2 separate regions of the Mus musculus genome follow, and region 2 is linked to region 1. The links are chromatin contacts, called in public HiChIP or PLAC-seq maps. All regions are on one chromosome and are shown on one strand. Each heading gives the region's core, a stretch centred on a gene start, on an enhancer-like site or on the middle of the called end of the contact. The rest is flanking DNA. Distances are from core to core; before and after follow the strand shown.

Region 1 (6,419 bases), core at 3,778-6,277:
CCTTAGAAATCCAGAGCACTGTAAGTAGCTTCTTCTCTTTCCCATTCTGCAAATGCCAGGGCTGATCAGGTCCACAGAGTGGGAGGATGCTTCCTGCCCCAGGGATGCTTCCTGAGGCTGGCACCGTAGAGCTAGAACTATGTGTAGAAAGTCATGTGGAAGAGTAAGGTGTATATTCCGAGCTTCTGGGCTAATACCCTCTTATCAGTGAGTGCATACCCTGTGTGTTCTTTTGTCATTGGCTTACCTCACTCAGGATGATATCCTCCCGATACATCCATTTGTCTAAGAATTTCATAAATTCGTTGTTTTTAATAGCTGCGTAGTACTCCATTGTGTAAATGTACCACATTTTCTGTATCCATTCCTCTGTTGAGGGACATCTGGGTTCTTTCCAGCTTCTGGCTATTATGAATAAGGCTGCTATGAACATAGTGGAGCATGTGTCCTTCTTACCAGTTGGAACATCTTCTGGGTATATGCCCAGGAGTAGTATAGCTGGGTCCCCGGGTAGTACTATGTCTAATTTTCTGAAGAACCACCAAACTGATTTCCAGAGTAGTTGTACCAGCTTGCAATCCCACCAGCAATGGAGGAGTGTTCCCCTTTCTCCGCATCCTTGCCAGCATCTGCTGTCACCTGAGTTTTGATCTTAGCCATTCTGACTGGTGTGAGGTAGAATCTCAGGGTTGTTTTTATTTGAATTTCACTGATGACTAAGAATGTTGAACATGTTTTTAGGTGCTTCTCAGCCATTTGGTATTCCTCAGTTGAGAATTCTTTGTTTAGCTCTTTATCCCATTTTTAATAGGGTTATTTGGTTCTCTGGAGTCTAACTTCTTGAGTTCTTTGTATATATCGGATATTAGCCCTCTATTGGATTTAGGATTGGTAAAGATTTTTTCCAATCTGTTGGTTGCCATTTTGTCTTATTGACAGTGTCCTTTCCCTTACAGAAGCTTTGCAATTTAATGAGGTCCCATTTGTCAATTTTTGGTCTTACAGCACAAGCCATTAGTGTTCTGTTCAGGAATTTTCCCCCTGTGCCCATATGTTCGAGGCTCTTCCCCACTTTCTCCTCTATAAGTTTCAGTGTCTCTGGTTTTATGTGGAGTTCCTTGATCCACTTAGACTTGAGCTTTGTACAAGGAGATAAGAATGGATTGATTCTCATTCTTCTATTTGCAAAACACATGAAACTCAAGAAAAAGGAAGACCAAAGTGTGGCTACTTCGATCCTTCATAGAAGGGGGAACAAAAAACCCATGGAAGGAGTTACAGAGACAAGTTTGGAGCAGAGACTGAAGGAATGGTCATCCAGAGACTGCCCCACCTGGGGATCCATCCCATATACAACCACCAAACCCAGACACTATTGTGGATGCCAATGAGAACTTGCCGATAGGAGCTTGATATAGCTGTCTCCTGAGAGGCTCTGACAGTGCCTGACAATTACAGAAGTGGATGCTCACAGCCATCCATTGGACAGAGTACAGGATCCCCAATGAAGTAGCTAGAGAAAGTACCCAAGGAGCTGAAATGGTTTGCAGCCCCATTGGAGGAACAACAATATGAACTAACCAGTACCCCCAGAGCTCCTTGGGACTAAACCACAAATCAAAGAAAATGCATGGTGGGACTCATGGCTCTAGTTGCATATGTAGCAGAGGATGGCCTAGTTGGTCATCAATGGGAGGAGAGGCCCTTGGTTGAGTGAAGGTTCTCTGCCCCAGTGTAGGGGAATGCCAGGGCCAGGAAGCAGGAGTGGGTGGGAGAATGGGGACTATGGGGAGAGAGGAGGGGATAGGGGTTTTCGGAGGGGAAACCAGGAAAGGGCATAACATTTGAAATGTAAATAAAGAAAATATCTAATAAAAAAAGAAGAGGAAAAAAGAGTAAGGTATGAAGTGGGGCAAGGGGAGAGGTGTGGTTAGTCAACTAGCCTGCTGGATCTACTTCAGCAATGATTGCTGAGTCCATGAGAGGGGATTGAGAGCTTCTTATGGCTTGGGTTGGGGTTGAGTAACCCATGTCCCCTGAGGAAGAATCATTATAGATATGTGTATTTACAAACATGCCTCAGCTGTACTATTCTTACCCATGAATGTCATGGCTAACTAAACTATCAAAACCCAGCATTCCAAGTGGCCAGTTGCCACCTCAGATTAAATTGGATGGATGTTGGATTGACTGTTCTGTAGTTAGTGGCATTCCGCTCTACAGAGTGGTCTTGTGTCTTCCTCTTGGGGTGCTCAGGTGATGTTGAGGCTCCTAGTGCTGCGAAAGCATCCTCGCTTTGTTAGACACTTCCCCTCGCTCGACTGTGGGAGCTGGTGTCAGCAACTCTCCAAATAAAAGCCGACCACCAGCTTAGCAGCTGTCTCCTTTCATTGTGACTAGCCATCTTCTCTCCCAGGAAGCAGATTCTGTCCTGTATCCCATTAGAATATGGGAAGGAGACAGTAAGTAGTGAGACAACGGGGCTTCTCTTTTCTTCCGAAGATGCATGAGATTGGTGTGCAGGGCTGGAAAAGCTCTCGCTGTCCTTTCCCGAGTGAGCAGTAACTTTCTGAGCTGTTGGCCGCCGTGAGCTCTATGGAAGCAGCATGCATCTGCACTTGGCTGTGGCCATCTTTACTTGTGACGGTTAATGCCTCACAGATGCCTTTGCCCTGCGTGCTTTCCTGGGAGTCTGGGACCGAGAGCTCTAGAACTTAGGAATTAGGCATTGTCTTAGTTGGGACATCTGGTTTACTGTCCCGTCCCCCGCACCCCCTCCCGTTTGAGCCACAGGGAGAGTGGAGGAGGGGTGGCAGGGCTTTAGAGAAGCCACATGAGGAGTAAACAGGGTTGGAATGTCTCTTGGTCACTCTTGACTCCATCATCCCGTACAGAAGTCCAGGAGCAATGAAGGCCATGGTGTTCTGCCAGCTCACAAGTTTTGGGTCATATTGATTGTGAGTGATTAGTACTATTCAGTGTCTAATGGAAGACCAATGTCACTAAAAACTGTTGTCATGGGGCTGGAGAGATGATGGCTTAGCAGCTAGGGGTGCTTGTTCTTCTAGAGGACCTGAGTTTGATTCCCAGCACTCACTGCATGTAACGCTAGCCCCACCCACAAGATCTGCCTCTGACTGCCAAGGGCACCAGTACTCACATGAGCACACCAAAGACGCAGACATGCACACGTATACAAAATTGAAATATATTCACCTTAAATTTGTTGTGCTTCCCTGATCATAGTCATAGAACATCATAGAAGGCTTGTGGAACATAGATGAAATGGAGGCTGGGGAAATGATTTAGAGCTCCTTCGGGGGACTCAGGTTTGATCCCCAGAACTCACCAACATCCTTAACTCCAATGTCAGGGGATCTGATGCCCTCTCTAACCTCTGTGGGCACTGTGCATGCACAAAGTGCACATACACACTAGCAAAATATTCATATACATAAAATACACATTTATGTATATTATACATATACATAAAATACATATTTATACATATAAAATAAATGGAAAAATATTTAAAGATGAAATGGAAAGAAGTTGTTTACAGTCCCAGTTTTATAGAAATCCTTTACATCACACACACACACACACACACACACACACACACACACACAAGATTGTAGCACCTGCTGCCAAGTCTGATGACCCTAGTTCTGCCTCTGGGCATCACATGATGGAATGAGAAAACAAACACCTGTGCATTGTCCTGTGACCACATATATGATGTGACATGCATGCAAACACACAAACCAAATGTAAAATTTTAAAAGAAAACTCAACATTTGAATATATTTAATTGCAGTTCTTTTTCTATGTGCATCCATATGAATTTTGAGACAAACTATATCATAATTGACTATTTTTACATTTTATACTCATCTTATATCATTAAGTAATTTTAAGATTCAGTTTTAAGTCTACGTATGATGTTATCTTACTAACATGCCATAAAATTTAACCCTTTGCTACTCATCATATGTCTATGTGCCACTTATCATAAATAACTGCAAGTGTTGCGGGGTGGGTGGGGGAGGAATTTAGCAGAGGATTGATTTGGGGACATAGGCAATGCTTGTGGTGTGACTCACCAACACCGTGGGAGAGGCATGCACATCTACCACATGTGTGGTTTGCGGGGGCGTGCCTCCCCAAGGTCGCCAGTGGAATCAACAGACCATGAAGACTCAGTGTGTTCCCTGTTAAATTTGTAACTGCCCAGGTGGGGGAGGTGAGTCCAGGGTTGCACTCGCAGTGCTAAGCAGGTGAATTTGGGTGTGTGACGCCTTTGGGCTTCTGCCTGCAATGCTTACAGCTGCTGCTTTTCTTGTCCAATTTCTTCTCTCCAGTTGCTGGGGCTTCCAGACGCAGATGACGACGCGTTTGAAGAGTACAGTGCGGATGTGGAGGAGGAGGAGCCAGAGGCGGACCACCCGCAAATGGGGGTCAGTCAGCAGTAAACTCCTAGGTCACCTTGCAGAAGGGGAGTAAGCCCTGTGCACCCCATGGGGTCCGGTCCTCCGGACAGAGTTCGGTGCTCCTGGGGTAGCCCTTTTGCATTAGCACTTCAAAACAGGACATCCCGCTCCTGGCATCAGAATGAAAATGAAATACCCTTTAAATGACCACACAATATCTGTGACGAGGTTTGCTCGGCAGTGACCGGAATTGCCGCCCCACCTTGGTGGGGTCTCTATGGAGATGTCTTGGTAGCTTTTGCCCCTTTGAAGTTAGAGTCCGTCCGTGTTGTGGCTGCCTGTTCCCTCTCGAGTTTATGTTGGAGGATTAATGTTTCCTGACTGGAATGTAGAGAACTCTGAATGTATTAAGGATGTGTTCTGAGTCCTCACAGGTGACCTTGCTGAGGAAAAGCATGACGGAGGAGAAACGCAGCCTGCACTGTTTGTGTACCTTTTAAGTGTCCGTAAGTGAAAGGCTTCGCTTAGAAAGCATGAGTTTTCATATCTAGTCATGCGCATGCGCATGAGCAAGCGCAGAGGGTGAGGGCGGCTGAGGCTCCTTCAGGGAGTTCACCACTGTCTGCGTTGGTTCCCCGGGCGCGCAGCCGCCAGCCACTGGTCAGTGTAGATGCTTCCTGGGTGTTTGATAGTTTTTTTAAAGCATGCTGCTTCCAAAGCCGCTTTTAAATTCTAATAGTGGAAAGTGTAGATGGGGTGAAAGATGTAAACGATTGGTTTCTTGACACTGTCTATAAGCCTGCATATGAAACAGTAACCTTTTCTCTTTATGACGAGACGGCAGCTTACTTAATCGTGAGAACAGCCCGGATCTGAGCAAGTGCCCCTTAAGCTTTGAAGCCATAGGTAAATCTAACAGGAAAAGAAACTAGGATAGAAATATTAATAAAATGAAATCATTTGCTTTCCTAATCTTTTATTCTTTAGAGAATGTCAAGAGGGGCTCCCAGTGAGTTAATTTATTTAAAATTATAATTAATTACTCTAGGGGACCTACTTGCAGTGAAATTTTTAAAGGGACCTGAAAGTAAGAATCTTAATTACGAGATCGCTTGGGTTGCAAGAGGGTGAGTTAATGATCAGGACACACAGACAACTCCCAGGCGTGACTGCTCTCATCATTAGCCAGTAAGTACTTAGCAAGATATTCTCTGATGCCACTGTGAGACCCTTCCACGCGTGTCTCAGGTTCTCATAACTTAGGGTGCAAGTGTCCCTTGACAGTGCTTGACTGCTCTGTGCATCGAGTGTGGGCGTGTTTCAAACGCACACCCACACCACTTATGTTGCTGGTATTTTAAATTTAAAAAAGAAGGAGATGATGAAGAAGAAGGAGATGTCCACGACCACTTGCGCTGACAGGAGCTTGTGTGGATGGCCAGCGTGTATGGGCATTCTCTGTTTAATGCAGGGGCAGTTCGAAGAGTCCCATGCTCCTTGGTGTATTGTAGATTTCAGCTGCTGGGTGATGTCACACACTGGTTTCCATCTGTGCTTTTGTACCTGTGTGTTTTATTGTCTGGAAGAAACTTACTAATACCAAGCCAAGTGAGTTCTCTTGAAGTAGCCCATTAGCAATGTCACACTGAGTGCTCCTTCCAGGGTGCAAGGTCCAGCCTTTGAGTCCTGCCCATCGCCCCACTTTGTGAGCATACAGCAGGGAGAGTGAGCTCTCTGTCTTGTAGGTACTGTCCAGGGCAGGTAACCTTCTTTTACATATGGTTGGTCACACAAATATATGGCTTTTATGGCTAAATGAGGATGCCTGAGCAGTTTGCTCCATTCTGAGGTAACCTGCAATTTTATACACAGAGGCTTCAAATCTAAATTTACATGTGTTTGAACATTAATATAAGATGAATTTTTATCAAAAATGTATTTAAACTTTGACCAGATATACTCGGTGTTATCACATTAATGTTCTCTATT
Region 2 (6,776 bases), core at 563-3,062, 620 kb after region 1:
GCTGTCCCTGTCCTTTAGTATGATGCACATCTCAGCCCCACAGAGGCTCATTACCTTTGCTGTGTCAGGAATGTGGGCTCCATCTATTGCCCCTCCCCGTTGTTCTGAAACGACATCAGCAGAACCAGACTCTTTGAGGGTCACTTCCAACAGCACGCGCTGACCTCTCCCAGGCTTCCATCCTCACTGGAGTGAGAGAAAAATGAAACACTTGTCAGCAGGCCAGAGAGCAGAGGAAAGAGCCCATAACCGGGCCTGGGGCTAGGGTGCAGATGTTTCTGTTTGGAGACTCAGACAAGAAATGCAAAGTAGTTCCAGACTGGGTCAGTGTCTCTGAGGCCTGGAGTGTTCACCCCCACAGGGATGCTCTACCCATCCAAGTACCCCCTTCCCTGCTGATGCCCTGGCCTGGAATCCCACTGTTTATGTCGGGCACACCCTTCTGATGTGCTGCGGTCCACATATCCCACTTTGCCCCGGCTTGTCTCATCGTATGGGTTGTCCTCCTGAACTCACTTCTGCCCAGCTGTCAGCCAACACAGAAGAACACAGAAGCACAGGTGTACTCCTGACCTTTACCATGGGCTCTGAACATGCAGGGGAAGGTGGGCAGGAGAAGGAGCCAATGAGCAAGGTGGGGGGGGGGCTGGAGGTGAGTACTGGACAGTGTGTTGAGTTGTGTAAAGAGTGCATATTCAAAGACCCAGATTTCCCTGCTGAAGATTGGGAGGGGAGTGGGCTTCAGAGCAGGCCTATGAGGGGAGAGCTGGGGTGAACGAGTGTCCCCAAACCTTAGAACTCTGGGCAACAGGTACTATCAGCCTTCCTGAGTCTACCATAAGTGCTGAGAGCCACCTCCAAACCAGATCTCTTCTGTAAGCAGCCTGAATCTGAGCCTAGAGAAGGTTGGGTGGGCCAGGAGGAGGACTGGTCAAGGGCACAGGTGGCAGGCAGCATGCTGGGCTAGCTCTAGAGCCACCTCTGATTTGAAATGGCCCCAGTGCAGAGACAGAAACTTGCATACAAGCTGTTTGTCTGGAAAATCAAGATTAGCAAATGGATCCCTGGGTGTGTCTGAAGCAGTTTGGAGCGTTATAACAGGCCTGCCTTCTTTTTCTGCTGTCATTGGCCCCATGTGGTATTCTCTCCTTTATGAAGTACATCAGGTCTAGCAGTGGTCTGATAAGTTCAGGCTGGAGCTGACTGTGCTATAGTTATTGACCCGAGGCTGGGGGAATGGGTATCTTCATGCCGTGGCCTTCTCGGTGATATTGCTATTGACTTTTGAGCTCAAAGCTCAACTATTAAGTTGGCGGTCCTTGGTGAAGTGATTTTACACCTTTGGGATTATTTGGTAGTCTTGAAATACTTTCAGCAATTATAGTCAGGGAGAGGGCGCAAAATGTCCTAGAGTGAACAGAACACCTCACTCCAGAATTATCCAGTGGCAAGGTAGTTTGAAGTGTACCATGGGTCTGCCTCCTGAGTTACTGCAGATGCCAGCATGGACTGCTGACTCCTGCTGTATATTCAAGCACCTGTCCATCTCACCCGCTCACTCCCCAATTCTCCATCTCACCCGTTCGTTCACTCCCCTGCAGTCCCTCATTGCTGCTGCAGTACTGTAAAAGCTCTTCTTACTTTAGACCATTCAGATCAACTGTCATGCTCACCCTTCCAGCATTTCACATGGCCCTGATTTCCCATTCCATAGCAAAGCGCTTCTCTCCACTGCCTTTGCACCTGTGGGCCAGGATGCGGGGGCTAGATGCCTTGTGAATGGCTTCAAAACCAAACACAGACCTAGCAGCCTGCCAGTGAGGCTCCGTGACTGTCGGGATACAGATGTTGTTTAGTGGTGTGTGAATATGACTCACCCTGTACTGAAGCCAAACCCCAGTTTGTGTGCCGGGAGCCTCTGGAAGAGCCTAAGCTTGCCTGCAAGCGGGGACGGTGGAGTCCAAGGGTTGAGAGGCTACGAAGAGGGTGCTTGTGTAGTCCCTGGGGACCAGGCTGAGGGTGGATCTGTTTCTCTCCTTTGTGCCCCCTTTCATCACCATTTGGGGATCTCAAACACTGAGCCATCTAAGATGTGTTCTCGTTAACCAAGACATTGATGCTTATATATAAATCTTACCAGAATAAAAAAGGGTTATTTAATGGTGCACCTCAAAACAGCAAAGATGAATAGGAAAAGATAATTACAAATTTCAAAAAAATTACATTATTACAGATACTGAATCACGACTAACTCAGTAGCTGCAATAGGTCAGCCCTACCTTTCAGAACCTGGGCTCAGCACCTCTCCACCTATAGCTGTTCAGGGTACCAGTCAGAGCAGGGTCTGTTTCCCCTGCTGAGACCTATGCTGTCTCCCCTGGAACTTCATGAGATTCCCCCCAAATCTTACCAACAGAAGACTCCTCACATAATAATTAACTTCTCAAGTTACGTCAAGTTACCTAGCCATATGGTGACCATGTCTACCATTCAGTGAAGGCAAATGCAATGGCTGTGCTGTGTTCCATCAAAGTGGATGCCTTCTATCTATGTGACCATACCTGATAGAGTCCCCTGGATCTACCTGATGAGCTAGAAGCTGGGGAAGGGGTCTCGGGCAACAGAGATCACTGAATCTAGTAGATCAAGATTAACCCTTGGGATTCCACACTAACGATCAGGAAGGAGCTTGGGCAGTGATGATTGCATTGGTGTTCAAGTCCCAGCACGGGCTAGGCTGGAAAATGGATTTTACGAAGGTGATTCTTTCAGCATTGGCTTTCAAAAGGTCTCCTTTTGAATTGTTTCTGAGTACTGTGACCAAAATATAACCAAATGCCTCTCCTGCAGGAAGCCAAGGGTTGACTGCCAAAAAGCTGCATGTCCCTATAGGGGTGAGATCTTTCAACATTGCTGGGTAGCATTGCTGGGTGCCATCAAATGACACCAAAGAGAACACAGAATTTTGGGAACATTTCCTCAAATTAACATTTATGCCTATGCTGGCTTTCCCCATATGCCTAGTCTTTTACGCAGATTAGTTTTTACAAAAATTTCAGAAACCCAGCTTTCCTGGAACACTGACTAGGGTATACATTAGGGCAACGTTCTGTCTTGCATATTCGCACACCTTCAGAGGTTTGGGAAGTATATCTTGTCCCTGTTGTACCCTGGTGGGGCTAGAACGTGATGCAAATTGTTCCTTTGTGGCTGTGTGCAGCTACTATCTTCCATACCGAAGCATTCCATGGGAGAAAGAGAGTTTCCAGCTAAGATGTGTTGTCATTTTTTTTTTTCAAATGACAATCTGCTTGTTTCTTTGATGAGAAATGTGATGGTATAAAACATAGAAAATATGAAACAGGGGAAATATAATTCATAAATCTGCCCAAAAGCTGCTTATAACCTACAGGAAAGTGAATTAGAAGACAGGGGGAGTACGAATTCTGCTACCTCTGGAAAAAGTGTAATTTTCAGCCTAAAAACTAGAGATACCGAGGCAGCAGTGCAGAGAGCTGAAGAAGACAGAAAAGCTCTGAGGTAGAAGATGGGGGCTGAGTTGGAAGATGGGCTAAGGGTGAGGACCACTGGGTCCAAGATGAACCATTCAGTTGTTGCTCTGCATTGATGGGGAGGATTCAGGACTGAGAATTATAAAGATTGGAGGCTGCTTAAATCCCTTCTTTAAAATACCATATACTGTTCACATGTGGCTACACATCTTCTGTATGGTTTAGTCTCTGGGTACTTATAATATCTAATATGCAAGTACTTGTTATACTGATTTGTGTATAGAATAATGACAGGAAAAGTCAGGTTTATATGCTCCATATAGGTTTCTTCTTGGCTTGGGGAATGGGGAGGCTTGTAGCTATTGTTCCTCGATCTCTGCAGATGGTTGAACAGTGGATGGGAAGCCAGAGTGCTTTAGATGCGCTCTTGGTGCTGGGACCACAGTACCTAACAAACAACTTAAAGGAGAGAGATTTCACTTGGTTCATGGTTTCTGGGTATTCAGTCTGTCCTGGTAGGGGGGCCTGTGTGGAGAAGAAGCTTGGTTTTAGTGGCAGGAACATGTGTCAGAGGATGCTCACAGCATGGCAGACTAGAAAACTGAGTCTGAGGGAAGCCAGGGGTTGGGTATCATCACCAGAGACCTTCTTCTAGTGATCTCACTTCCTAAAGGTTCCCCAACTGTCACCACCAGGCAGGAAACAAGAATTCAAACCATGAACCTGTCAGGGACCTTTCAAATTCTAGCCATATCTCTATAAATAAGGCCTCCTGCTTCTGGTCATTCTGATGGGAAATACTGCACTGTTAGCCCTGAGTGGGTCTGTTTTCTCTCTTGCTGAAGTTCCAGTCTTGGGATTTTGGACTTTCCCAGAGAGTTGCTAAATTAAAACAAGAACATCTTCTCTTTTCCCCTTGACTGTGGCAGTTAGGGTTTTTAACTCAACATCTGGTTTTGAAACCATAATGCAGGTTCCCTCTCCAAACTTTATACACTGTGAAATACTGCTGAGCCCCAGTCTGGGGCTCTGACTATAGTGCTACCTCGCCACATTCTAACTCAGGTTGTTTTAGAATCCATATGCAGGCAGGCTACCTGAAGCGGTAGATTTGCTTAATTCTCGATATGCAATAAATATGATTCCCCACGGTTGTTTAGAAAATCAGCTCTACTGATGTTTGAAAAACCCCGGCCCCACCTACAGTAACTGTTCCATTGGATCTGAGATACCAGCACTTGATCTAATTAGTTCCTCTTAAGGCTTTATAAATTAGTTTTCAAAACCTGTTTGTTCCTGTGGTACTCATGCGCTCCCAAGCTTCCTGTGTCCCATAGAGCAATGCCCTGGTCTGCTGTCCGCTGTCCAGTCTCCTCTGCATCTTTCTTCTCACCTTTCTTGCTGCTCTCCTGCACCATGAACATCCCAGACTATCTGTTCCCCTGGTCCTACCCAGATGCCCCTGAAGGGCCACTGCTGGACAAGAGCTGGGTCTGGATGTACATGGATGAGTTTAAATCATTAGAAAGCTATAGCAACATATCAAGGTACCGTCAGCTATGCCACAAAAGGACAAGTTTCCTGTGTCTTACCTGTTGTTACCAGGGTCCTTGGAGTCTTTTATGTATGCCATTTAGGTATTTAGGTTGGATGAGAGTATAGGAGAGCGAGTGGGCAGGGTGGGGTCCTCAAAGTCTACTTCCTGGGTCCCTGCAGCTCTCACACTCTCCTTTCACTGTCTTCATAGGTGGAAGGGGGCATCTGTAAACTGGAACGGCTCAGACCCCATCCTGTGACCCTTGGATACATGGAGTTCTATGGCTTCAGCACTCATCACTGGGATGACCCCGGGACCCCAGGTCTTAGGGTCAAGTCTCTTAGAGGAGTCACCCTGCCTGAGTTTGCATGTCCACAGAGGCATGCTCAGTCTTCCAGTTCCTTCCATGAAGGGCCATGGCAGGGTCCTGTTGAGATTCCCTCCTGGCCTAGATGTGCCTGCCAAAGACAGGAAGGAGGGAGGCCACCAGAGACTCTACTGCCTTTCGTTTGCATCCTTCCTGAATAACCCTCTCTCCAAGGCCTCTGGTGTCACTGGCTTTGGGGACCCTGGAGTCTTGTTACTGCAGCTTCCATAAAGCAAAAGTCAAGCCTATGACCAGGGCAAATTTGGACTGTGGTTGGTTCATTGGTGTGAGTGGAACCCGGGTCTGCTATCATCATGGCTAAGATGGGACAGGGAGGTGGAGGTCCAGGATTCCGGTGTGCTGAGTATCTCCTAGCCAAGAGGTGAGGCCAAGCCCAGCCCTTTGTCCCAGAGATGCCCTTGTCTGGGTGGAGCAGCGTGGTCTAAGATACAAGCTACCAAGAGCAGCCAAAGGTCTGGAGAGCCCACTTCAGGGAAGACCTGGTTTTCTTGTGAGGCCATATGAGGCTGGGGTGGGCCTAGAAGGAGGCTGGGATGGGCAGGGCTAGAAAGGTACCCAGGAAATGACTTCTTGCCCAGGTGAGCAAAAAAGATGGGGACAAGCAGAGGGATCCAGTGTCAACTTCCCTGTGGCTGTGGGGAGAACTGACTGCCATCATGGGTGGGCAGGACTTTGGAAGTGCTCACATTGCAGAATAAGGAGAGATTAGAGGGGGATGGTATGCTCTGAGTTTCACTTACCACATGGCGTATATCCACTGGCTTTCGTCATGGAAAGTGATAAAGCAGGAGTGGGTCACTAGGGAAGAACTCCTGGAGGTACTGGATGGTTCAGAGCCAGAGTCTAGGGCTGCTTGTAGCAGTTCACACCAGGAACCTCAGACTGAAGCTCCAGACCTCAGAGTCCCTGTCATATGGCTGTCCAGGAAGAAATGAGGACCCAAATAACGGTAAAGCTTTCAGGTGCCTCCACCCTAGCCCGGCAGCCCATCTTTGGCCTCCATGTGTCCCCATAGGGTTTAGGAGCATAGCTGCTCTAGACTGTGTCCCCTGTAATTAGAAGTCCCCTTGCTGTAAGGAGAAACCCCTCCGTTAAGGAGTTAGGCGTTTGGTGGGGACAACTACGGAGCTTGTCTTATGTTCCCGTGGGTAGGGCACACACTGTGTCCCAACTGCAGACCTTCGGAGAGGCAGGGAGGAGTCAATTATGCCATAGAAGCAGAGGGCGGGAAGGGCTGTGTCCTGCACTAGGCTCCCACGGGGCTTGCTGTGTAAACTTTAGTGGCCATTCACAGCAGGTTCCCAGTAGAAATGCTTCCTATATCTCCTTGAAATGTTTA

Evidence for each region. HiChIP or PLAC-seq counts read pairs in DNA pulled down with a chosen protein or histone mark.
Region 2: a contact with region 1 is called in a FOXA1 HiChIP or PLAC-seq map of pancreatic cancer cells. The contact joins two enhancer-like sites. A contact is called at or near these places in 2 of 115 datasets of contacts at active chromatin or transcription factors (extraembryonic endoderm stem cells and pancreatic cancer cells).

The regions. Positions count from the first base shown.
Region 1 is chr6:54,694,619-54,701,037 of GRCm38.p6, forward strand. Mturn (maturin, neural progenitor differentiation regulator homolog (Xenopus)) reads left to right here. Exons shown (of 3, transcript NM_001289740.1): 3 at 4,362-6,419. The coding sequence ends at 4,472. It overlaps LOC115490354 (a long non-coding RNA gene), which reads left to right. Exons shown (of 2, transcript XR_003956309.1): 2 at 1-3,621. Among named protein-coding and RNA genes, the nearest start is that of Mturn, 16 kb to the left of the region's middle. Within about 2 kb of position 5,028, at least 171 of the 459 cell types and tissues checked have an H3K27ac peak or open chromatin away from gene starts, as enhancers often do. A contact at or near this core is called in pancreatic cancer cells, where this site is marked.
Region 2 is chr6:55,313,004-55,319,779 of GRCm38.p6, forward strand. It overlaps Mindy4 (MINDY lysine 48 deubiquitinase 4), which reads left to right. Exons shown (of 18, transcript NM_001142781.1): 18 at 5,260-6,776. The coding sequence ends at 5,308. Among named protein-coding and RNA genes, the nearest start is that of Gm38819, 12 kb to the right of the region's middle. Within about 2 kb of position 1,813, at least 29 of the 459 cell types and tissues checked have an H3K27ac peak or open chromatin away from gene starts, as enhancers often do. A contact at or near this core is called in pancreatic cancer cells, where this site is marked.